Regions from separate parts of the Mus musculus genome. Here all the other regions are linked to region 2. Evidence: chromatin contacts called from public HiChIP or PLAC-seq and promoter capture Hi-C data. All regions are on one chromosome and are shown on one strand. The core of a region is the stretch at or near the end of the contact, and the rest is flanking DNA. Distances in the headings are between cores, read along the strand shown.

Region 1 (3,463 bases), core at 123-2,622, 570 kb after region 2:
CAGATGGGGACAAGGACAGGGACCAGACACAATGCAACTCACCTCCATTCTTTTCCAAGCATAGAAGTTGACTTTGGTATCTGGGACTGTAATATTTTCACTCAGTCTGGGACCTTCTGCACAACCCATCTAAAAGACACAGCCCCAGGTCAAAATGTCCACAAAAAGCCATCAGACACTCTGTCTTTGAATTTTACCGGCATGCTTTGGGAACCACCAGCTTTGTCATTCTTTATTTTAGACATAGTTTCATGTAACCCAGGTTGGCCTCACACTTGATATGTAGCTAAGGATCACCTTGAATTTCTGATTCTCCTACCACCACCTCCCAACTACTGGGATTGTAGGTTTATGCCACCCAAAATGTTTTGTGCAGTACTTGGAATCGAACCTAGGGCGTCTTGCACACTTTGCAAGCTCTTTACCAACTGGGCCACATCCCCTGCCCAGTTTTATCATTCTTGTCGGGGGGATGAAAGAGGTTTAAGGGTAAACATCTTATCTTGTCCCTAAAGGTAGTTCCAGGAAGGAACCCAAATTCCCAGATCCCTGAGAACCAGTTTCTTTCTTTTGTGGGGCCAGGGAGCTTACCGTGACATTTTCTGCCTCCTTGGCCTCTAAGATGTACCTCTCCAGAACTCGACTGTCGCAGATGAGGCGTGGGGGAGCACAGAGGACTGGGAGGCCCAGAGGAATCAGTAGCAAGGAGAGTAAAAGCAGCAGGGTGGGACGTTCTGGAAGAAAGGCAGGCTGAGTGTGAGGCCGAGAGGGGAGGGGGCCGTGGGACTGCAGGGGCCGGTTGGCTCAGCGAGACCCCTCTGCCCTTATAGTCTCTGCTGACCCCGACCTTGCAATTGCTTAGGCTCTGCCTGAGTGGCCTTCATTCAATCCCTCCGCGCTGCACACCCCACCCCCCAAGCGACCGGCATCCACTTCTCGGCCAAACTTCACTGTGGGTGCGCGCCAGAGGCTGGCAGATCCTGGGAAGCAGGGACTCCTGGACGCAGGTAATTCCTTTAGCAGCCTTTCACTCACAGAGCAGCGCCTCATCTCCCCAAAATCCTAAATTTTGTCCCTGTTCTGGATCCCCCCGCCTTTTTTGTCATTCACAGGGGGCTCCCCAAACCCCTTAGTGCACGTGGAGGCTGCCCCACCCCCCCTCTTCCTTGATCCTTGGAGAGTCGCAGGTCCTTGAACACGGTCGGTTTCCTGACCAATAGCTTTAGATGTAAATCCTTACTCAAACAGGAGCCCTGGAGGTCACAGGTCCTTAGCCTGTGAGTACTCACCGGGCACCCCCATCTCCGCGCCTAGCTGCCGGAGCTCCTTAGCGACCCGGGGCTGGGCCAGTGTCCACGCTGCAAGTCTTCATCCTTGGAAGTTCTGTAGGGCCAGATCACCCCACTAGCCTGGAAGAAAGTGGTCACTGTCCAGGGGGCGCGGGCAGAGTGGGGACGCGGTGGCCCTGGCCAAGGGTCCGTTCGGGAACACAGTGAGACACAGCCACCGGCCAGGGTTGGTCCCGGGACACTGTGGCTCCGGCCGGGGGTCGGGGATGTTATCAGCATGTGTGCGTGCGCGGGTGGGGGTGGGGGTGAAGCTGTGTGTGCGTGAGGGGTCGCCAGAGGTGGGGGCCACCTGGGGTCAGAGCAAGGGGCAGGACGCCTGGGTCTGGTGCTTGCTGGGGTGGAGCAGGCTGTTCCAGGCACACACGCCGTCAGGGGGGTTTTGGGGGGGGGGAGGTTCTGATTTCCAGGAGGGTAGACCAGGGGGGTGCGCATCTGAGAGATTTGCGGGAAGGTAAGCCTAAGGCTGAGGTAAGGATAATTGACCTATGAAAAGTTGGGCGCCGGAACACCTGGGGGCGGGGGTGTGTGGGGGGTGGGAGCATCCTTGTCTTGAGGCAGGGATTTAGATCAGAAACAACTAAGGCTGGAGTCTAGAAGGGGCTCGGATGCTTTTTCTTCTTACAGTCTTACGACTTGTTCTAAGGGTCAGGGTTTTCCCTGTTGAATAATGAATGGGGCCTCCTCCCCTCCCTCTCCTCGTTTTTCTATAATCCCTAAAAACCCAGAAAGGTAACTTTCAGAACAGGCCTGTGGGGCATTACTGAGGACGGGTGGGCAGGTTGATAGTGGGTTCTTGCTTTTGTTTATGCAGTGCTGAGACTGGAACCCCGTGCAAATACTCTGTAACTGAGCTCCCACTGAGCTGGGGGATTCTAGGCAGGGGCTCTACTTCTGAGCCACACCCCCAGCCCCTCACTGGGGGATTCTAGGCAGGGGCTCTACAGATGAGCCAGGTCTCCAGATCCAATGTGTATTTTGTGCAAGACCCTTTGCAGGATAAAAAGAGATACATTTTAATCTCCTTCGAGATCTATACAGCAAGACAAGTTCTGAACATGGCAGGCAGTGTATCGGAACTGGAGTGTGCAGATCTGAGGTGTAAGAGCTGAGGGTGAACGAGCTCATATTCAACCAGGGAAGTTAAGGCAGATGGGATGGCCAGAATCACTATGAGCTCAGAATTGAGGATTGAGCAGTTTGGATGGAACGTAATTCTAATAGGTATGGGAGGAGACTCAGGTATATGGGGAAAGTGGGGAATGTGGAATGAGATGAAGCCAGAGTGCTCTTTAGGAAGAACCAGGCTGTAAAATAGCCTAGAATGCTGTTCTGAATAACTCAGATTAAAAAGAGAGAGAAAGTGGGGGAAATTCACTCAATTCTTTCAGGAAATCTTCAAATGCTGGTGTGGTGGTGTGCTCCAGTCAGTCATCCCAGTGCTGGTGTGGTAGTGTGCTCCAGTCATCCCAGCACTTAGGAGGCTAGGGGAAGCTACATAGTAAAACTCCATCTCAAAAGATAAAAGAAGGGCTGAAGAGATGGCTCAGTGGTTAAGAGCACCTGTTACTCTTGTTGAGGGCCCAGGTTCTATTCCCAGCACTCATATGGTGGTTCACAACCATCCATCACTCCAGTTCCAAGGAATCCGATGCCCTCTTCTGACTTCTTTGAGCATCGGGCATATGCATAGTACACAGACACATATGTAGGCAAAACACATCAAATAAAACATGAACCTAATAAAAATGTAAAGATAAAAGAAATGTCTATGGACTCTGTTCCACCTACCAGGAAGGGACCCGAGGACAGGGTCATCAGTGGTGCAGACAAGAGTGCCTGCCCTGGTGACATGCTAGTGGGGAGACAGACAACGGGCAGATGGCATTTAGATGGCACTTAGAACTAAGTAGAGGTGGCCGGAGTTAAAAGCGCTTGCTCTTTGTTCAGAGGACCCAAGTTCAGTTGCTAGCAACCATATGGCCACTAACAACTATCTGTAACTGCAGATCAAGGATCTAGCGCCCTCTTCTGGACTCCGAAGATACTGTGTACATGTGCTGCATAGACTCATGGGTAAAAATCCACCCGTATAATCAAAATAAATAATCTTTACT
Region 2 (3,598 bases), core at 469-2,968:
GCAACAGGATCCTTCTGCCCACGTTTATTGGGAGAGCTTGATTGCAGAGGCAAAAAGATCCCAAGCCCAGAACTGGTGCTGCTTATATAGGCCTAGGAGAGGCGTGTCTCACACCCGGATTGGTTGTGCTTGGGTTATGTTTACCACCTCATTTGCATGCCTACATCTGATTGGTTAACCTCTCTCATCTGATTGGTTAATTTTGGTTAATTCTCAAAACCTCATCTTGGCAAAAGAACTTTACTGCCTATGTATGCATGGTGGCCAGCGGAAGCCAGCGCCACCCTGCAACGGCACATGTGGCTTCCCACAATAACCTTGAATCCCTGATCCTTCTGCCTTCACTCTCACAGGCCGCCATTACCCATGCCCAGTTTATGTGATGCTACAGATGGGAGCCAGATGGGCTTCCTGTTAGCCAGGTGTCTACCCACAGAGCTGCAGGCCTCTCTGTTGCTCTTTATACAGCCTTTGAAAGCATGCCTCTTGTTTCCAAAGCCTCAGTGTGGCCCAGGTCCACTTCAGGATTCCAGATACTCAGCCTGTGAAAATCAAAATGAGCTCCGTCTTCTACATCTATAGTCTTATCAGAGTTTTGGTCAGATTATAGAACAAAGGCCATCGTTATCCAAACCCTCTGGTCAGGTGGTTGGCACTGTCTCTTGGGATCCCAGTCTCCTTAGTTACCGTCTCTCAGTGTGTAGCAAGAGAAAGATTCATACCCAGGCCTTTCATTCCTATTGTGTCCTGGAGTGAACATTTAGTTTGAAGGTTAACTCAGAACAAGCCGTTAGTAGTTTTCAAGATTTCTTCCTACCGTATAGGTTATTGTCTTAGTTATGGTTTTACTGCTGTGAACAGACACCATGACCAAGGCAAGTCTTATAAAAACATTTAATTGGGGCTGGCTTACAGGTTCAGAGGTTCAGTCCATTATCAAGGTGGGAGCATGGCAGTATCCAGGCAGGCATGGTGCAGGAGGAGCTGAGAGTTCTATGTCTTCATCCAAAGGCGGCTAGTGGAAGACTGACTCCTAGGCAACTAGGGTGAGAATCTTAAACTCACACCCACAGAGGCACACCTACTCCAACCAGGTCACACCTCCAAATGGTGCCACTCCCTGGCCCAAGAATATACAAACCATCACATTTATGAAGTATGTATTAATCGTAATAGCCACAGGTTCCTTTGGTCTACTTTTGTGTACAACAAACCTTAAAGGAAGATGGCTGAAGACAGGCTAGCCAGGTACAAGCTCCACTTAGGATATGCAGTGTCTGAAACGGCTCCGAGGGTAAATATAAAAAAGGGACTTTCTAAATACTATTTAAGTACTTATAAGGCAAATACTGTGTTTGAATTCTCCTTAAAGGCGTGGCTAGTAATCAATGGACTACGTTTCCCATAGCTCCTGTGGCAGCTTCTCTGCATTTCCTAGAAGGCTGTTCGCCCTTTGCTCTGGCCCTGATCATCCGTGGGAAGAAAAAATGGCAATGTATTCGTCAGCATTGTTTAAGTCAAATATCGTCTTTTGTCCTTTATCGTTCCCCTAATCTGGCTTCTGCTCCTTCGCTCGCTGGCTTGCAGAGCCCAAATAATCTGAGAATAGTCTCTGTGGCAACTACAACGGTTTCTAGGGCTACTCGGAGAAGCAGGAGGCTGTCCATGCCGAAGCATTCTGGGAGTTGTAGTTCTGGTTCCTTTCCAGGCAACGGCTTGTCTTGCTCTGCCTCCTCCCACACCAGAAGTGAGCATCAGGTGGTGGCGAGCGCGTAGACAGGGTGAAAGGTGTGAGGGTTAGCGACAGATCTGCGTATTCACCTTGCTGGTCACCGGCCACCACCACCTCGGCGCCAATGAATTTTCTGTCGCGAGCCCCGCTAACGGCTTGCCGCTGAAAACTCTGGGAAATGTAGTTAGGCGCGAGCAAGCTGTCGTTAGTTGCAGGTCTGAGGCGGGAACCGGGGCTCCTCATGTGTTCGCGGCTCGGTTCAGCCTTCCACGGTGAGGATTTTCAGCCGGGAAATCAGGACAAGACCTGGGACTGGATGCGCGGGAAGCCCAGCCCTGAGCCGGGGGGTGGGGGTGGGTGGGGGCGCAGGCCACCTCTCCAGTCCTGAAACCCCCCCCCCCCCCCCCCCGGTGATGTGACTCTGGGTTAACCGTCTAGTTCCTTCACGTTGTCCGGAATAGCAGAATGGATCCTGGTGATCGGAGCAATTAGGTGCTGTCCATGGGCTGGGGAGATGACACAGGGGTAAGAGAGCTTTTGCAACCTTGAGAAACCGCTCGAATCCCCAGCAGGGAGACAGGGACACAACCAACATGTGGGATCAGAGACCCTAGCCGCCAGCCTAGTCTACCTTCAAGTTCAGAGACGGACCCTGGCTCTGGGGAATGAAGCTGGGAGTAATAACTTCCTGTGGCCCCTGCAGTTGCACACGAGCTCTCAAGCATATGTCAGCATGCATACACCACACACAATAAGTAGTGATGGGTGCTGCCACAGCCACAGCCCTCCACTATTAAAGAAGAGGGAGCTGGGGTTAGAGTCGATAAGGTACCCCTCATCCATGGTCTAGCTGGGGCCGACAGACACAGATCTGCAGTACCTAGCAGTGTTTGCCCTCGGAAGCTTCACTGCTTCCTAAGAGCAAACGCGTTGATACTCCAGTAAATGACAAGGCTGGCGGGTGCTTTTGTTTGATTGGTTGGTTTTTGTTTTGTTTTGGGGGGATTTTGTTGTTTTCTGTTTTGTTTGTTTTTAGTCTGATGTTTGTTTTGGTTGTTGCCGTATGTATTTAGGGGGAGGGCATGTAGTGGTCAGAAAACTTTCTGGGTTCAGAAATTGATCCTTTCCTTTTGCCACGTGGGTCTGGGGGATTGCACTCATGTGATGCAGTGAGTGATCACATTTACCTGCTGAGCTATCTCACCACCTATCTTGGTTTTGTTTGAAATAAGGTCTGTATATGTAACCCTAGGCTGGCTTGGAACTTATAGTCATCCTCCTGCCTCAGCTTCCCCCAGTCCTGGGATTACAGACTTTAGGGAAATCATGATTAAAAATAAATAAATAGCCAGGCTGGTTGCACATGCGTGCGATTCCAGTGCTCACAAGGTAGAGACGGGGAAGTCAAGACTAATTTGAGGCTAGCCTGATCTACATAACAAGATGCAGACCAGGCAGGGCTACATAGTGAAACCTTGTCCCCTTCCATCACTAAAAAAAAAAAGAAGAGTGGGAGAGTGAAAGGACCAGCCATGTAAAGGTGCTTACCACCGAGCCGGACAGCCTGACGTCAGAGTCAATCCCCAGCACCCACACACGGAACAAAGCAAGGTACAGTGGGCCACACTTGTCACCCCCACGTCCTGCTGGGGAAGTTGGCTGGCCAACCGCCCCAGTCAAATGAGGGATCATGAATTAGGATATCAAGAGACCAGGTCTCACAAAACAAAGTGGACAGTGACTTTGGAAGGTCACCTAAGGTTGGTTGACCTCTGGCCACCACATGCACCTGCGCAAATATAAACACCAGCCTTCGTTTGTACATGGGTCCTGAGTCTCCCAACTCAGCCCACACCCAAACCAAAT
Region 3 (3,551 bases), core at 177-2,676, 750 kb before region 2:
CCTTCCTTCCTTCCTTCCTTCCTTCCTTCCTTCCTTCTATTTTAGTTGTTTGGTTTTGTTTTTTTGAGACAGGGTTTCTCTGTGTAGCCCTGGCTGTTCTGGAACTCACTTTGTAGACCAGGCTGGCCTCGAACTCAGAAATCTGCCTGCCTCTGCCTCCCAAGTGCTGGGATTAAAGGTGTGCGCCACCACGCCCGGCCCTTCCTTCTATTTTAGATAGGGCCTTATGTAGGCCAGGTCAGCCTCCAACCAAAAATATAACCAAGCATAGCTTTGAACTCTGGATGCTGCAAGGGCTGAGATCACACACCTGCTTTGCATGGTGCTGGGGTTAGAACCCAGGGTTCCTGCACGCTAGGCAGATTTTCTAGGGGTTCCATCCACAGCTCCCGCTGATCCCCTTTCTATTTTTGGGTTTGTTTTGAGACAGGGTCTTGCTGTGTAGCCCAGGGTGGCTTGGAACTTGGGACTGTCTCACCTAATCTCCTGCGTGCCAGGATGGCAGGCATCACCAGCTTCTGTCACAAGTCCATTCCTTATACTCAGAGGGCCTATCTTGGTCCAACCCTTGCCCCATGGGGAGAAGCAGAGTCTGGCCTACAAATTCCAAGCTCAGGCCAGAGGGGGCGGTGAGACAAGATGGAGCCCATAAGTCTGTCAGATAGCACCCACCAACTCTAAGATTGCTAGGCAGACTGAACCTTTTTTTTAAAAAAAAAATTATTATTATTATTAAAATGAGGAGCAGCAGAAAGATTAGGTCTGACAAAAAAAATTAAAAAAAAAAAAAAAAAGCCAACCCACGGCAAGGCTGTTAGACGAGCATTTCTCTTGCCAGGTTTGTTTGAAACTGTCTCAGGCAGCAGGTTATGGAGTCTGCCTGTTTTAACTTCCTCTAAACATCTGGGGCACGGGAACTGTGTCTTGTCACCCACGCGCCTGAGAGGTGGCAGTGGCCTGCCAAAAGCAGCCACCTGCATCCCTGTCCTATACTCTAGGGAAGTCCCTGCGACTGCAGGACCCGAGAATCAGCTGGCAGCCCCGCGCGATCCAAGTCTTCTGACACTGCACTCTACCAAGGAAGTCAAGGGATTGGGGTCACCAGGCCATCCCTCTGCCTCTCATCAGCCTGTCCCTTCCTCTCCACGCCATGCCTGCCCAGGGAGAAGCTCCATCTCCTCCTGTCCAGTGTCCCTGATCCAATTTCCCCGCGCCCCTTAGCTAGGAGGGGACCCTCTCCTGTTCCCCTTCAGACACCCCCCCCCCCCAGACAAGGATGGACGGGCCCACCCGCGGCCGAGCACTCACCCTGACTGTCCAGCCCTCAGCGCGCTTGGCTCCAGCTCACGGCTCCGGCTCGTGGCTAGCGTCTGTGTCGCGGCCGGGTGGCCCGGCGGCCGGGCCAGGGCGGAGGACCGGCCCCCTCCCTCTTTCCGCCCGCAGCCGCTGCCTAGGCAACACTGCGCCGCCGTCACGTGACCCATCCGTGGGGCCCTGCCGCGGACCACGTGACCTGAATAGCTGGTTGGGGACCGACCCCTCCTACAAGATCTAGGGGTCTTCACTTCACAAAGTGCTATCATCCTCGTGGGACCCAGGTGGGTGGGTCCAGGCGTGGGAGAGCGCTGCTCCTAGCGAGTGACACTAGGGGATACCCAGCATCTGTCGTGGGCAGCATAGAGAGGTGGGGACAGGGTGTGAGTGTTGCAGAGTGGGTAGAGGCGTGCAAGAAAGGCTCAGCCTGGCTATATCCTGGTTTTCTCAGCTTGTGCAGTGACACCATTCTACTGTGGTCACGCAGGTAGGTGGCTCTTGGTTCCAGCAAGGCTGTGAGAACCAAACAATGCAAGGGACATGTTCTCATTGCTGAGCTCTGGGCACCTCATGGATGGCAGAGAAGGGTCGTTTGGACGCTGCGGCGAGGCATGCCCTGGCGAACACTGAGGTTTTACAACTGAGAAACTCAAACAGGAACGGCTCTGCAGGAAGTATACACTAAGTATACGCTCAGCGCCCCAGTGGGTGCCTCGTGGCCCCTCAGAGTGCTCCCTATTTGCCCGGTACGCTTCTGCTTGCACGCTCTATATAGGATTTTTCCATCTGTCGCAAAAGCATCAGACTGTGACACATTAACCCAAAGGAAGGAAAAATTCCACTCGTATCCAAATTTCCTGACAACTGGGAGTGTATAGATGTGACTGTTAGCAGTTTCCGCTTGGGTTGCCAAGTCAATTCACTTAGGATAGGTGAAAGCAACTCCTCCCTCCTGGCGCTGACCCCTCCTGACAGCGTGGGCCATCATAAGGCTCCACGTGTGCCTACATAAGAGGGTCTGAACCTGCGGGAGCCACGCACTCTCAAGGCAACTGCCTGGCGCCTGCAGAGCTGAAGTTTGAGTAAACGAAAACAGGAAGGAGACACTTGGTAAACTCCAGCCATTGCATCATGGATGACACTCTTTCAACAAGGGGTTTTTGCTTCTTGCGGTTATTAGGAAGCTTAGCTTTGGAGTAGGACTTTCCAGCGCCAGGCACTGAGGTTCCTCCACCGCCAGCACAATTATCTGGCATGCCTGGGCAAAAATGAAATGCCAACTGTAATTACCAGTCTGCCTAGGAGCCGCTTTGCTAACCAAACACAGGCAACAGCCCTTACTGTTGTTTGACTCACTTCCTCCTTAGAAGGGAGGAAGCCATGGTATCTGTCCTGTTGGAAGGAGGGTCGGAGGTTGGAGGATCCACAACCCCTGCCCCCTCTTAGGATCCCAGGGAGCTGACTAGGGGTTACCCAGAAGGTTCAGGTCCAGAGCAGTCTCTCCTGAGGGCACTGCATTGCTGTCTGGGCTGTCTGCCTGAAGTTGGTTGGTCTTGGCAAGTTACTTCCTTTACTTAAAAAAAAAAAAAATTAACTACATTTTATTTATTTAGTGGGGTGGTGGTGTGCACCACAATACATGTGTGGAGGTCAGAGGACAACTTGTGGCAGTTGGTTCTCTCCTACCAAGTGGCTGGAACTCAGCCTGTCAGGCTTGGCAGTGAGCGCTTTTTAGCTACTGAGCCATCTTGCTGGTCGGTTTTTTGATTTTCCTAGAAGCTCGAGGAGCCTGTCCTTGAACATCAGTTCTTGAATACACATAATGAATGTGCATAGCCTACTCACACAGGAGCCTCGTTCCTTGCTTTTCTATGACACCCAAACCTTACTATCTAGCACGCTCTCACAGTTTGTGTGGTCAGCTTGTCCAGCCCACTGGCTCCTCACTCTGTCCCCTTAGCTATTCATGCATGGCCTACCTAGTACGTTCCTCTACCACAGTCCACTGTAAAAACTGAATACCAAATACCCTGACACATTGCTCAGACTTCTGTAGTGTAACAAAACACCTGAAGCTACATTATAAAGACACACAGTTTATTTTGGCTTCCATTTATGGAAGCAAAGGTTTAGTAGTACGGTGAGAGCCCCCCTCCCCTGACTCCCTTACGCGGTGGGGGTGGGGGTGTACCCATTTCACTGTGGTCTCTCTCTTCCTTATAAAGCCAACAGGATTC

Evidence for each region. Promoter capture Hi-C pulls out the DNA fragments that hold promoters and counts their contacts. HiChIP or PLAC-seq counts read pairs in DNA pulled down with a chosen protein or histone mark.
Region 1: an H3K4me3 HiChIP or PLAC-seq map of bone marrow-derived macrophages shows a contact between it and region 2, with 4 times the contacts expected there. The contact joins the promoter of Epo here to the promoter of 4933404O12Rik in region 2. A contact is called at or near these places in 1 of 39 promoter capture datasets (liver), 2 of 484 Hi-C or Micro-C datasets (CD4 T cells and embryonic stem cells) and 2 of 115 datasets of contacts at active chromatin or transcription factors (bone marrow-derived macrophages and embryonic stem cells).
Region 3: a contact with region 2 is called in a promoter capture Hi-C map of the HPC-7 cell line. The contact joins the promoter of Orai2 here to the promoter of 4933404O12Rik in region 2. A contact is called at or near these places in 6 of 39 promoter capture datasets (the 3T3-L1 cell line, the C10 cell line, the HPC-7 cell line and 3 more), 5 of 115 datasets of contacts at active chromatin or transcription factors (the SCID.adh cell line, craniofacial prominence, double positive thymocytes and 2 more) and 2 of 9 other capture datasets (adipose tissue and liver).

The regions. Positions count from the first base shown.
Region 1 is chr5:137,484,444-137,487,906 of GRCm38.p6, forward strand. It overlaps Epo (erythropoietin), which reads right to left and starts at 1,373. Exons shown (of 5, transcript NM_007942.2): 1 at 1,290-1,373; 2 at 592-734; 3 at 43-129. The coding sequence starts at 1,302. Gm36056 (a long non-coding RNA gene) reads left to right here. Exons shown (of 3, transcript XR_377150.2): 3 at 863-1,060.
Region 2 is chr5:136,917,428-136,921,025 of GRCm38.p6, forward strand. It overlaps 4933404O12Rik (RIKEN cDNA 4933404O12 gene), which reads left to right and starts at 1,719. Exons shown (of 4, transcript NR_015555.1): 1 at 1,719-2,004.
Region 3 is chr5:136,169,230-136,172,780 of GRCm38.p6, forward strand. It overlaps Orai2 (ORAI calcium release-activated calcium modulator 2), which reads right to left and starts at 1,427. Exons shown (of 3, transcript NM_178751.3): 1 at 1,309-1,427.